3 separate regions of the Rattus norvegicus genome follow, and regions 1 and 3 are each linked to region 2. The links are chromatin contacts, called in public Hi-C and HiChIP or PLAC-seq maps. All regions are on one chromosome and are shown on one strand. Each heading gives the region's core, a stretch centred on a gene start, on an enhancer-like site or on the middle of the called end of the contact. The rest is flanking DNA. Distances are from core to core; before and after follow the strand shown. Region 1 has its middle 39 kb from the start of Poc1b. Region 2 holds the start of Atp2b1 (ATPase plasma membrane Ca2+ transporting 1). Region 3 has its middle 180 kb from the start of Atp2b1.

Region 1 (4,246 bases), core at 275-2,774, 150 kb before region 2:
ATCAGCTTTCCTTGCAAGCTGCTTCAAGTGATCGTTAGGTCAGCAAACAACCAACTTCAACCTTATAGGCTCATAGCAGAGAGAAACTTTTACCTTCCCAGGTTCCTCCAAAAAAGAGTCCTCTGTACAACAGAACTACACCACTGAGGGTGAAGTAAGACTTCAGGGGTGCTGACTCATTTATTTTTTTTTTCTCCAGAACTGGAGGTTTTCTAAGGATTTATCTGCCTGGTGCACAGTTGTCTTCAGTACCCAGGATGTAATGATCTTAAGTTCAGTTAGGACTTAAGAGACTACAGTGGGTTTTTTGAAAGGTGTCGTTAACTGGTTAACATTGTGTTTTAGGGTCCCTGTTTGTAAACTGGACTGATAATCATTGTGAAAACAGAATAAGACAGTAAAAAAAAAAATTAAATAAAGGGTGGTAGTGCTGAGGAGTTCTTAGACGTTAGAATACTGTCTTTCAGAGGAGAAAGGGGGAGAGTGGGGAGAGTCAGGCTTGACTCTTCTGTCCAGGGCAGAGGCTCAGGGAGTGGAAGAGTCAGGGACGGACTACCTGTGTCACAATGAGGAGAAGAAAGAATCTTTTGAAAAGATCGAGGGATCTGGGACTTGCTTCAGCTAGGCTAGGTTGGCTTTCCTTGGCCCAAAACACATTCGAACGATACTAATAAGCATGACCGGGGTGGGGATATGGAAACATCAGAACAAGGGACCGACAACTATGGTTGCCATCTGACCTCTACATTGGTACAGCGGCAGGAGTATACCTGCATTTACACAGGAACACATGGGCATACACACAAAGATTAAAACATCTATTGGGGGGGCTGGGGATTTAGCTCAGTGGTAGAGCGCTTGCCTAGGAAGCGCAAGGCCCTGGGTTCGGTCCCCAGCTCCGAAAAAAAGAACCAAAAAAACAAAAACAAAAACAAAACAAAACAAAACAAAACAAAAAAATCTATTGGGGCTTAAGAAAAGACAGCTCTCTGCTTAAGGGTCATGAAGGCCAGGCATTCACATGCTCAGGACAAAATCTCTAGATTTCTAAGGTCTGGCCTGCTAGTACTTCGGTGACACACTTCTTAGTCACTTATATTACACAGCAGGTGGAGGGGTGGGTGAGGGCCGAGGCTCTCTTTAAGCCGGAAGGACTCATCCATAAGGAATGACTGCGACAGAGCTTTTATTGTTGGCCTTGGCAGAGAAATCTGACCTCCTACACAGAAACGGACTCTTGCTCTCCTGCCATCTGGGGAGCCCTATTCTCCATGGGTCTTTTGGGAAGACAGAGTTCTTGGCCAAGAGCGTAGGTTTAGAATGTGGATGTGCCAATCCGAGCTTGGCCACTTGGCTTTGTAATTTTAAACGTATAACCATCTGGATGTCAGTTTTATTAGTGATAAAGCCAGGATCCGTCCTCTGACGATATTTAACTGGAAAGCCCAAACTTGTTACTTTGTTGCCCATTGCTCAGAAGGAAGTCCCAGATTCTGACGTCAGCGGACAACAACTTCCACCGGCCTCATTTCCCCCGACCCCTCCTCCTTCCTGGCTCTGCTGAAGACACCAGCTTCTGGGTTGTTCCCCATACACCGCTGCCAGTCATGCCCCAAACATAGATTCTGTGTGCTCGCTGACTGTGTCTTCCTCCCAGGAGACGCTCCCCGGTGGCTGTTAAAAGTCCTTTCTTCTGTCTTCCATGCCTAAACTGGGACATACTGTCTCAGTCCCCCGCTGGTCAGCTTAACCTGTAACTGCTCGCTCTCTGTTCTAGATCTTTACCCTGTTCCACTTTTCTGCAAGGCATATCTCCTCTGGCGCGGTGCATAATTAATTATTGATCTTGTTTATTGTCTGTCTCCAGGAGTTGAATACAAGTCCTAGAGAATTGGAGATTTGCGCTCTCTTCATTGACCTGCCTTCAGCACAGGAGAGTAGTAGGTGAAAATAATCAAGTTTGGTAAATATGTGGAAAAACGAGAGACCATTAGCTCCTTGTAGTTTTCTCTCCCTGCAATCTCAACTTTTCATAATCACCCCAATCAATGTCCTCTTGCTCTTTGGTTTTGTTTATGGATTTGTCTCCTCAGCCATCATTCGCATGTGTGTGCTGCACACAGAGCTGGAGAAGAGTGGGCTAAGTCATCACCCCTTAACTCACCGAGTCCAGGCAGCAAACACACCAGCAAAAATGTACAGTAGTGTCATCATTCTCTAATGAGGGTGCCAAGCAGATGAGGTAGACAGTGCTATTTTAGGTTAGGATGGTCAGGGAGGTGTCCCTGGGGATGTGGCTTTAGAAGTGTGGGTGATACAATCCACAAGACCACAGGAAGCTCAAGAAGAAGGATGACCAAAATGCGGATGCTCCCACTCCTTCTTAAAAGGGGGAAAATATCCATAGGAAGGGATATGGAAGCAAAGTTTAGAGCAGTGACTGAAGGAGTGGCCATTCAGAGCCTGCCCCACATGTGGCCCATATATATATATATATACAGCCACTAAAACTAGATAAGATTGATGAAGCTAAAAAATGCATGCTAAAAGGGACCGGATATAGATCTCTCCTGAGAGACATATCCAGAGCATGTCCAATACAGAGGTCAATGCTAGCAGCAAACCACCGAACTGAGAACGGGACTCCCTTGGGAGGAATTAGAGGAAGGACTGAAAGAGTTGAAGGAGCTTGCAATCCCATAAAAACAACAATGCCAACCAACCAGAGCTTCCAGGGACTAAACCACTGCTGAAAGACTATACATGGACCGACCCAGGGCTCCAACTGCATAGGTAGCAGAGAATAGCCTTGTTGGGGCACCAGTGGAAGGGGAAGCTCTTGGTCCTGTCAAGATTGAACCCCCAGTGCAGGGGAATATGGGGGGGCAGTAAAGGGGATAGATGGGGGGAATACCTGTATGGGGGAGGGGGAAAGGATGGGGGCTTATGGATAGGAAACTGGGAAAGGGAATAACATTTGAATTGTAAGTAAAGAAATATGTCTAATAAAAGAAAAAAGAAGTGTGGGTGAGGAACCTGAACCCTTATCTGTGGTGAAAGATGTTTAGGGCATGTGAACAGCCCAAGCAAGAGCCCAAGCTGCAGCAGAATGATTGGCATGTTGCTGCGCTCACCCAGCCAAACATCTGATGGTACAATCTGCTGTGGCCACAGCCATCCCCCATCAACCCAGTCCTGCGGGAGGAGCTCACTCCACCAGGCTGGCTGTGGCACTGTCGGTGTGGTGTGTCACCCTTCTGATGGGTTCTTAGCCCTGTTCTTAGCTTACTCTCTCTTCTAACTTCCCTTGCTTTACTCTCAACTCCGGACGGGCACCTCACACTTAAATGTAGAAACCAAAGCAAGAGCAGCAACAGCAAGAGAGCCACAGCCGAGATGTGTTCATGTATACTCTGTGGCCCAATATTTTCCCTACTACATGGATCCCATTTGATCTTCACAGCAAATGTATGAGCTGGGACTGTTGTTTTATAAATACCCAAAGCCCAGCTATACCACGCAGCTTACTATTCTAGTAATTAGAGCTGAAGGTCAAGCCAGAGCCAGGACCCTATACTAGCTGAATCCAAAGTCCAACCCAGTATCTCTTGGCAAACTACTTCTCCCCGTCCCCTGATGCACGCAGGAGACCAGGGCATGCAGAGATCTAATACAAAAGCACTCAGATTACAGATACAGCTCCCAGGTAAGTTGCACCAGCCCTACAATGTAACGGATACTCTCATTTTGTGCGAGCTAAGGACAAATGCTGTGGGTAAAATTATAGAACAGTGCTATAATAGTTCATCTTGATTGTCAGCCTGATGACATTTAGAAGTACATACAAAACACAGCTCTGGGTGTGTCTGTGAAAGTGTTTACAGAGAGGTTTAACTGAGGAAGCACTGCCCGCCCTGAATGTGGGTATCACCATCCCATGGGTTCAAGTCCTGGGTTGAATAAAAATGGAAAGGGTGCTGCTAACATATTCTGCTTCCCGTTTCCTGGTCTTCTCAAACGTGAGGTTTAAGATGCCGTTCTAGGTTGCCATGGAGTCAGCCATACCTCCTCCTCCTCCTCCTCCTCCTCCTCCTCCTCCTCCTCCTCCTCCTCCTCTTCCTCCTCCTCCTCCTCCTTCTCTCTCTCTCTCTCTCTCTCTCTCTCTCTCTCTCTCTCTCTCTCTCTCTCTCTCACCAACTTAATACAAAATAGAAGTACATTGGAAGAGAGAACCTTATTGGAGAAT
Region 2 (4,346 bases), core at 1,438-3,937:
ACATCCAAAGGGGCACCGGTGAGGACAACTGCCACATGAAGGCGTACTCTTAATTTTCATCATTTGATGGGGTGGGTGTGGAGGGGGGGGGGATAACAAAATTTTAGATCAAAGGTGGCGCTCTGTCCTCAGCTCACCCGATTGTGACTCACTTTTGCAGACTATATGGTAGGAAATAACAGTTACTTTTCAAAGATCTTTGCAGTTACGCCCAAGCCAAAATCAGGACAGAGATCCACCCTTTATGACAGCAATTTAACTGTCTTATCCGAAGCAAGGTAGAAACGGAAACATCTCCCTGAAAACTGGGCTTAAATGGCCCATTTCATACACCAGCTTTCAAAAGCCTCCAACAAGAAAAAAAAATATCTCTATTTACTTCAAATTCGAACTGACCAGGAAGGGGAAAAAGGGAGGGGGTGATAAATGAAACATAGAAGCACAAAAGGCAGATTCTCCCCCTTCCAATCCCTCTTTAATTCCCCCCAATCCACCTCTGCCACACACAAGGACAGGGAGTCTCCCTAGGGAAAGCTGGTGGCAGGGCAAGTGAAGGCTCTCCATTCACTCACATGGGCCACTAGCCAAAGGGATGCCCTATGAGCGCTTTAAACAAACCAGGCCCTTACAAGTACTTATTATTATAAAATACACCTACGCTGTGCAAGAACCTTATTTTAAAGTAAGACTGTCCTCAGGTGGGGGAGGTGAAACACAACAAAGCCTTCCATGTTGAAAGGCAGACAGTCCAGACATGCATATACCTACACACGTATGAAAAAATCCATATAACTAATTTATCAGGAACAGCAATCGATACCAACAGGAGTCATTAGGTTATTAATAAACCCAGAAAAGTAGCATGCATAGCAGCCTAAGGTGGCTGTCTGCAGCGCTCTAACCCCCGGAAGGGTAAAAACCAGCCTACCGAGGAGGTTCGCGTCCTTAGCAAGGTCCTGCAGACCCCTTTACCCATGCAGACCAGCTCCAGCTTCCCCTTGGGGTCTTAACAACCGCAACGGCAAAAGCACTCCCAATGCTAGAGTCCCGCAGTAAACTGGTGAATGAAATGCGCACAGAGACCAACCAACCTGGGCAGAGACTGAGGCGCAGACCCAGGGGTCGCTAACTAGCTAAGCCACAAAATTCTCCCGCAAGATGAAATAGAGAAGAAACCCCAGCCCCCCCCCCGCCCTCCCACCCCCTCCCCGCAATAGGAATGCCACCCTCTTTCTTACTGACCCTTTCTGAGGACCCGAGGACAGAGCAGATTTTATTTTCATTTAAACTAAGTATATAAACATGAATCGGAAACAACCGTGAACATCCTGAGGAGCTAGACTCAAGACCTGAAGAGAGCGTCCAGGCGGCTCTCCAACTCCCCGGGAGTCACCGTCCTGTCTGACACGCATCTATCACACCACCCTCTCCGGGGGACCGACGACGAACCTTCACCTTGCACCGGCAGTACCTCCTGGGGGCCCAAGCCAGGGATTAAATGGGTGACCCTCCCGGGGCGCGGGGAGAAGGAGTGCCCGGCACCGCTGCCCTCAAGGTCACCACATGCCGGGGTGGGGGCGACCAGTGTTCGGATGGGCTGTGGCGGCAGCAGAGGCAGCCCCGCGAAGTCGGAGAGCGCCCGGGTGTAGACGAGAAGCCACTGGGACGGAGACTCCAAGCTGGACCCGGCGCCGAGGCGCGCGGCGAGGAAGCCTTCTCACCTTTACGGTCTCCTAGCAGGAGCGAACCCCGGCGGCGCCGCCAACTTCGCGGGGACCGGCCACGCTCCACCCCGCGCCCAGCTGTCAGGACCCCCGCCGCGCCCTGCGCGCCCCACCCGGCCTCCCCCGCAGGTGGCCGCCCCCGCCGCGGGCAGCCACCGGCCGCCACTCACCTCGCCCGCAGCGGGAACCATTTTTCCGAGAGAAGAATCAAGGAAGGATAGGCGGGTGGGTCCGGGGGTGGCGGCGAGGGGTCGCGGGACGTACCCGCAGCCGGCTCGCAGGGATCGGGGCGCCACGCGGAGGTGCGACTGCACCTCTGGAAGGAGGCGGCGGTGGAGCCCAGAGACTCGGCGTCCACCAGCCGGGGCTCCCTACTCACGCTGCACCGCGAGGAGGCGGCGGCGGTGGAGGAGGAGGCGGCGCCCGGCCGGCCCCCGCCCAGAGCCCGGCGGCCGCCGAGTGGCCGCTCGCGTCCCCGCAGGACCCGCCTCCTCCGCTCCGCAAAGCCGCGCTCAGGGCGCGCCGCGCTCAGCACAGCAGCTCAACCGGCCCCGCGCCGTCGTCCGCAGCAGCAGCAGCAGCGGCGGGCGGGGTGCAACCCGGGGCGGGGTCCGGCAGACACCGGTTCGCAGACGGCGGAGCTCAAGGGGCTACGGCCAGCTCCGGGCAGGGGCCCGTATGCACCGGGTGACCCGCGGGGCCGCCCGAGCAGGCAAGGGGGAGTAGGGCGCTCACCCGTTCCGGTCCGACGCTCCCTTCTTCTCCACACCTCCACGCCTCCCGCTCCACGCTGGCAGCGCAGCTGCTCCCGCTGCCTCTGCCACCGCTGCCGATGCTCGCGCGGCCGCCGCTGCCGCCTTGGCTGGGCGCGGTCACGTGACGCGGCCCGCGGGGAGCCTGAGGGCGGGCGGGCGCGCGCGCGCGCACGAGCGGAGGTAGCGCGGCTCGGACCGGGACTGGCGCTTCCCGGAGAGGGCGTTTAAGGGGAGGATCCGGTGAGCGCGTCTCCGCCTGGAGAGCGCGCGCCCGGGGCGGGGGGAAACCAGAACTTGCAGCGCGCGGTGCGGAAAGGGTGGCCTGGAGTGCCGGGCGGGCGACTCGCGCCTCCGCGCGCCCCTCCCTCTCTTCCTTCCCTGCTCCCCGGGCTCCCGGCTACCCCCGCCCCCTCCTGCGCTCTTTTCTCCCCCTTCCCCTCCTGCGGCGGCTTCCGATTGGCCGTCGGGCTCTGACGTCTGTGTTTCCATGACGTGTCGGACCGGGGAGGGCCGCGGGAGGGGGCGGCGGGGGAGGAGGGGGCGGCGACTCCGTCAGTCACCGCCGGTGCCGGGGCGCGCGGCCGGGCGGCTCCTGCAACGTGAGGAGGCAGGAGAGCAGCGACTGCCGCAGCCGTGGGACGCCCTTCACCTGGGGTCCCGCTCGAGTCGCCCCCGGGTGGAGACGAAACCGGGTTACCGGACAGTAGAGCGGCTCGGCGCCCACTCCCTAGCGGACCTGTCTCTTGTCCCGGACAGTGACGCACTCGCCCGACAGCCAAAGTGCCTACCCCTTTGGGAAGAGAGCCCACTCGCCCTGTAGGCGCGCTGGCCCGGCCACAGACACCGGGGATCCCCGCTGCAGCGCCCAAACGGTGTCCTCTAGCCGGTGCAAACAGGCCTCGCACCGCGCTTGAAGTCCTCGTGTTTCTCTTTTGGGTTTGCTGCCCTTTTTTACCCCCCAACCTGTGGCCAGCTAGTGGGTCTTTAATTCATAATACTTAAACGCTACCATCTTTCCCGTGGAGCAAAGAAACGAAAGCGGGGGGGGGGCGGGGGGGGGAGGATGCAGAGTACCGTGCAGTATTTAGATGGTACAAGATAGCCGATTCTGGTCCGACCTCTTGAACGTGTTGCAGTTCAAAAGAAAACCGCTCCTCATTGCATCTACTTTAAAAGGGGATCTTCTTGACTGTATCCACACATTTAAAGATGTGTATATCCTGCCCCATCCTTCTATAATCTCTGCTTGAACTAAAGGTCCCCCTCTCTGAACAATTTAGACCTTTATGTGTGTTATTTTCAGTATCACTTAGCTCGAGAAACCAAAAAAAAAAAAAAAAGTGTTCCGTAGTGTGTTGTTTTTTTTTTTTTTTCAACCCTGAAATGAAAGAATTGGTAGTTTCATAGCCCTCTCAAAAGCACACGGGTAAGGCAAGAACTGCATTATATATGTTCCCTGCCTGGTAGCATCTGTTTTAAAATAAAGGCTTGAAAAGAAAATACTTGAGTTTAAAAGCAAATTTTCCATGATAAAACTGCTGAAAATAATTTTTCCATTTTTATCTTCCTCCAGGGTAGACATTACCAACCTCTGAGCTGTGCCCTTGACGTGTAAAATTGGCACTGGGTATTTTCTCTCTCTGTTTATCACAGAGAATTGGTTGATGTGGTACAATAAATAGCCCTTCCTGATACTCTTTCAAATCTACAATTAGGAAACCAAATTAATTAAATTTCACTTAGGTAATTTCCAGTATTTTCTCGCCCTGAAGTCTCTTTTCAGAATAACTCATTCCCAGCCTTCCTCCGAGGAAGTCCCCATAGAAAATTGAATTATGCATTCTATTTTAATCAACAAGTTGACATT
Region 3 (4,096 bases), core at 1,581-4,080, 180 kb after region 2:
GGTTGTTTCTAAGACATTAAAAATATTTTTGATCAAATTGATGTGTTGATTGATTGATTGGTTGATGTGTGTGTGTGTGTGTGTGTGTGTGTGTGTGTCTAAGGACTCACTTCTTAGAACTTGGGTTGTCAGAATTGACAGGAAGTGTCACTGAGTCATCTCAAGTCCTCACTTTACTGGAGAGAGATAGACACTTTCTTTTTCCTGATCTCTGTTTCAAAGAGGGAACAGTGTTTATCTGCCTACATTTTTACCGAGCCCTTGGTAAAGCCCAGGGCAGGCTTGAAACATGACCACATGCAAGTTTCTGCTTCCTCCAGCCCCATTTAGTTCATGCAGAAAGTGAAGCCTCACTTCTCCAGTGGAAATGGAATCTTTTGTTGCTTTAAAAAAAAAATCATTCTGTTTATTCTTTTTGCAGTGCTAGGGACCCAGTGCAGGGACCTCATACATGCCAGGCAAGTGCTCTGTTAAACTGTAGCTTATAAGGTTAGGATTTTTGCAGCTTTATTCGGCACTAGATAAACGGGGGAAACGAAAGAAAAAAAGAAAAGGAAAGAAGGGAAAGGAAAGGACATGAGTGCTGCCAGGTATGCAGGAGAAAAGTTTACTGTAGATAAATGGGAGACATAGCCAGAGGCAGTAACAAACCAGGAGAGTCCAGAGTGGTCATGACCTTGAACCTTGTGGGGAGAGGAAGAGGGGAAGAGAGACGGGGAGCAACCAGGTGCTGCAGCCTGTAGGCAAAGGTACACATAACTAAAATGTCTGGGAGACATAGGGAAGAGCCTCTGGTGGAAGGGCATCCCAGCCCTTGGCTGGAAAGGTCGGGTAGCTGCTGGGGTACGCCAGCTATACCCTTTAACAGGTAGGGACTGAGGGATGCTGGGAGAACCTTGCCAGATTCCCTTTGATATGTTAAATAGGCACCTGAACCTCTTGTCCTGGACTTGAAACTTAAAACAGCTGAAGTGTAAAATGAATGGACGGTGATATTTTTTTTGAAGATCATCTTTAAATTGAGTACTTACTAGACAGAATCAGTGAGTAGAGTTCCCACGTACCTAACAGTTATACTTAAGTGGTCTGCTGTACTGTCATTTGACAGCATCTGTTGGGACATTATTTGGGCTATTTTTAACATTTACAGAGCTCAAGGTAAATCCCAAACAGGGTTTTAAACCACAGGAATTTTCAAGTCTAGATGACCCCTGATCTTTTAAATGACTCCAAGGAGTTATGGGCCTCCTTGAAATCAGATCTGACTTGAGTAATTTGAAAACTTCTCACTCAGTTCCTGCCTTGAAGAGAAGCCGGAAGCCATGAGTCAGTTTCTCTGGTTACCATTGAGACCGAGTCAACGGAGAGAAGGCACTTTATAAACAGCAATGAGATTACTTCCCTAATAATAAAACCTTCAGTTGTGCTTCCTCTGCTGACACCATAGATCTGGGTAGTGTGAAGGCTTACGGAGAGGCAGCCTGGCTGTTCCCTTTGACCAGAGTTTATCCTGAAAAATGTTCAGGCAAGAGAAGTAATGTTGTGGTATGACACCTGCAAATTTAATGTTACACTGAGATGCTATAATAGGCCACAAAATAATATATCTTGTGAGAAGCCCGAATGATATGGAAAGACCACATGAAGGAGGACTGGGTGCTTCAGTCAGCAGGCCCTGGGTAAGCTTCTGCCAAGTGAGTACGTGCCGGTTTGGATTCTAGTTCAGCCTGGCCACTGGAAGAATACAGATTGAAATCAAGGACACGGAGCTAAGTACTGCTAAGCACAGGCTGATCAATGTTTGCTATCGTTAAAAGGAATGATTGTGGCTATTATAAGCCACTAAATTTTGGGCTAGAAGTTCACATGTCAAAATTCAGCAACATTAAGCCCGATGACCCGAGTTTGTAAGATGTCACTCTACGGTTTACCTGTGTTTCTAAAATATGAATCCATGTGCCCACACACCCACACGCGTGTGTTTTTTTGTTGTTTTTGTTTTTCTTAATTTTTGAAATGAGTAAAAGTCAGAGCAGGCGCTGTATCCTCAAAAGGCCCCCAAATACTCAGATAGCATGAAAGATATGATATTAAAAAGTTGTGAAGAAAATAATTGGTGTCAAGAAGAAGAAGAAGAAGAAGAAGAAGAAGAAGAAGAAGAAGAAGAAGAAGAAGAAGAAGAAGAAGAAGAAGAAGGAGAGAGAGCGAGCGCACACGTGTGTGCGTGTGTGTGTGCGTGTGTGTGTGCGTGTGTGTGTGCATGTGTGTGTGTGCGTGTGTGTGTGTGCATGTGTGTGTGTGCGTGTGTGTGTGTGCATGTGTGTGTGTGCGTGTGTGTGTGTGCATGTGTGTGTGTGCGTGTGTGTGTGCGTGTGTGTGTGTGTGTGTGTGTGTGTGTGTGTGTGCGCGCGCGCTTTGGCAGGGTTGTATTGGTTTCATCTGGTCACTATATTATGCCAGGACACCCTAGGGGAAACTCTTGGACTCCAAAATTCTGCCCAGATTCTTTTGAGTTGCAAGAGAAAGCTTCATTCTTTTATTATTTTCATATTGAATTAGAAGCTCTTTTACATAAATATAATTTTCTTCAGCATCTGTTGATTTTTTTGGACCATGAAATTTAGCAGGAAATTAAAAGCATGAAGATTTGCATAGCATAATGCTGAGTTATGCAAGTTTGAAATAGGTCTTTATCTAATTCTGTCACAGAAATCTGTTTTTTAGAAGCAGAAGGCTCGACAAGCTCACATTACTCATGTTCGCGTTTGCGAATGCCACCTCACTCTCCTCCTGAGATGACTCTGAGGCTCACCAGTTTGCACAGCCAGTAGAAAATGCGTTTGCCAACAGCACTGGTCAGATGCCAGCTGCTGGGGACTGCTTCGACTGCCGTGTCCCGTCTGCAGAGGACAGCTTGACAAGGAAGTAGCTGGAAGTAGAGTCAAGGTCAGGAGATAAAAGACAAGGCTTTAACCCTGGTTGGAGTCAGCAAAGTCCATCTTGGCTTACAGAAATGGGGTACAAGGCCAAGCATTTAACCAGACTCATTCAGAAACGCTGAATTGTATGGGTCCTCCATCTTCTGTCCTCCAACGCTTTCAAGAATGCTATGCCTGTGGTCCACTTCACAGAAAGTGGCTCTACGGGCCTGTGATCAAATACCAGTGGCTCAATTTCTGGTCTGAAGTTGTTCACAGACATCCTGGTGTTGACAGGTTAAACATTTAGACCCCCTTTTTTCTCTATACTTGTTTCCTGGGTGAGACCAAGTTCCTCTTAAAAGCTCAGTTTAAATACTCCTTCAAAGAAGTATGTATTTCTCAAGGGTCTACTCTTCTACTATGAGCTCTTAATACCATCCTTTAGAGTGAAACCATCTATAATTGTTTGGCTTTGGATCCCTGGGGAATATTTCACACATCACAGCAGACCTGGCCTCCAGGTTCTTCCAGCATCCCTCAGTCCCTACCTGGCATTCCCTGCTCCCCTGATTTTGAACTTTCCATCCTAGGGGTTGAACTGCCCTTTCCCCAGAGGCTCTCTCTCTCTCTATCTCTATCTCTCTCCCTACCCTCCTCCTCTCCTCTTCCTCCTCCTCCTGCCCCTCTTCCTTCTTCCTTTTCTCTCTGCACTTTCCCTCTCTCCTTTCTCTGGCTGCCACCTCCCCATGGTGACTTTCTTAGCCTCAATCCTTAGGGCCAGTGAACCCACTGGAGAGCAGCTCCACAATAAACCTGCCTTTAATATATAATCTAATCTGGCTAGAATGGACTCATTTCACCAACGGAGAAATAATCTATCACCAATAAATTGCATTCTTTTAATAAAAGCTCTCATTTCAAGCTAGATATGGTGGCAAATGCCTGTAATCCCAACAGATTTGAAGCTGAGGCAGGGCCTCTCTCTCTCTCTCTCTCTCTCTCTCTGTGTGTGTGTGTGTGTGTGTGTGTGTGTGTGTGTGTGTAGCCAGTTTAGGCTATAAGGTGAAATCCTGTTTTTCAAACCAACACTCTCAAACACTGTCATCAAAACCCCTGATCTGGACATTTGCTGCAAAAGGAGTGAACAGATGTGTGTGTGTGTGTGTGTGTGTGTG

Evidence for each region. Hi-C and Micro-C count contacts between places; a contact is called where the count stands out from the background. HiChIP or PLAC-seq counts read pairs in DNA pulled down with a chosen protein or histone mark.
Region 1: an H3K27ac HiChIP or PLAC-seq map of oligodendrocytes shows a contact between it and region 2, with 6 times the contacts expected there. The contact joins the enhancer-like site here to the promoter of Atp2b1 in region 2. A contact is called at or near these places in 6 of 12 Hi-C or Micro-C datasets (the A7r5 cell line, the Rat2 cell line, Schwann cells and 3 more) and 1 of 1 datasets of contacts at active chromatin or transcription factors (oligodendrocytes).
Region 3: a Hi-C map of the A7r5 cell line shows a contact between it and region 2, with 5 times the contacts expected there. The contact joins the enhancer-like site here to the promoter of Atp2b1 in region 2. A contact is called at or near these places in 2 of 12 Hi-C or Micro-C datasets (the A7r5 cell line and the Rat2 cell line).

Annotation. Positions count from the first base shown.
Region 1 is chr7:35,770,104-35,774,349 of GRCr8, reverse strand. No RefSeq gene overlaps it. Among named protein-coding and RNA genes, the nearest start is that of Poc1b, 39 kb to the left of the region's middle. Within about 2 kb of position 1,524, at least 13 of the 93 cell types and tissues checked have an H3K27ac peak or open chromatin away from gene starts, as enhancers often do. A contact at or near this core is called in the A7r5 cell line and Schwann cells, where this site is marked.
Region 2 is chr7:35,620,802-35,625,147 of GRCr8, reverse strand. It overlaps Atp2b1 (ATPase plasma membrane Ca2+ transporting 1), which reads right to left and starts at 2,687. Exons shown (of 21, transcript NM_001399339.1): 1 at 2,460-2,687.
Region 3 is chr7:35,438,690-35,442,785 of GRCr8, reverse strand. No RefSeq gene overlaps it. Among named protein-coding and RNA genes, the nearest start is that of Atp2b1, 180 kb to the left of the region's middle. Within about 2 kb of position 2,830, at least 17 of the 93 cell types and tissues checked have an H3K27ac peak or open chromatin away from gene starts, as enhancers often do. A contact at or near this core is called in the A7r5 cell line, where this site is marked.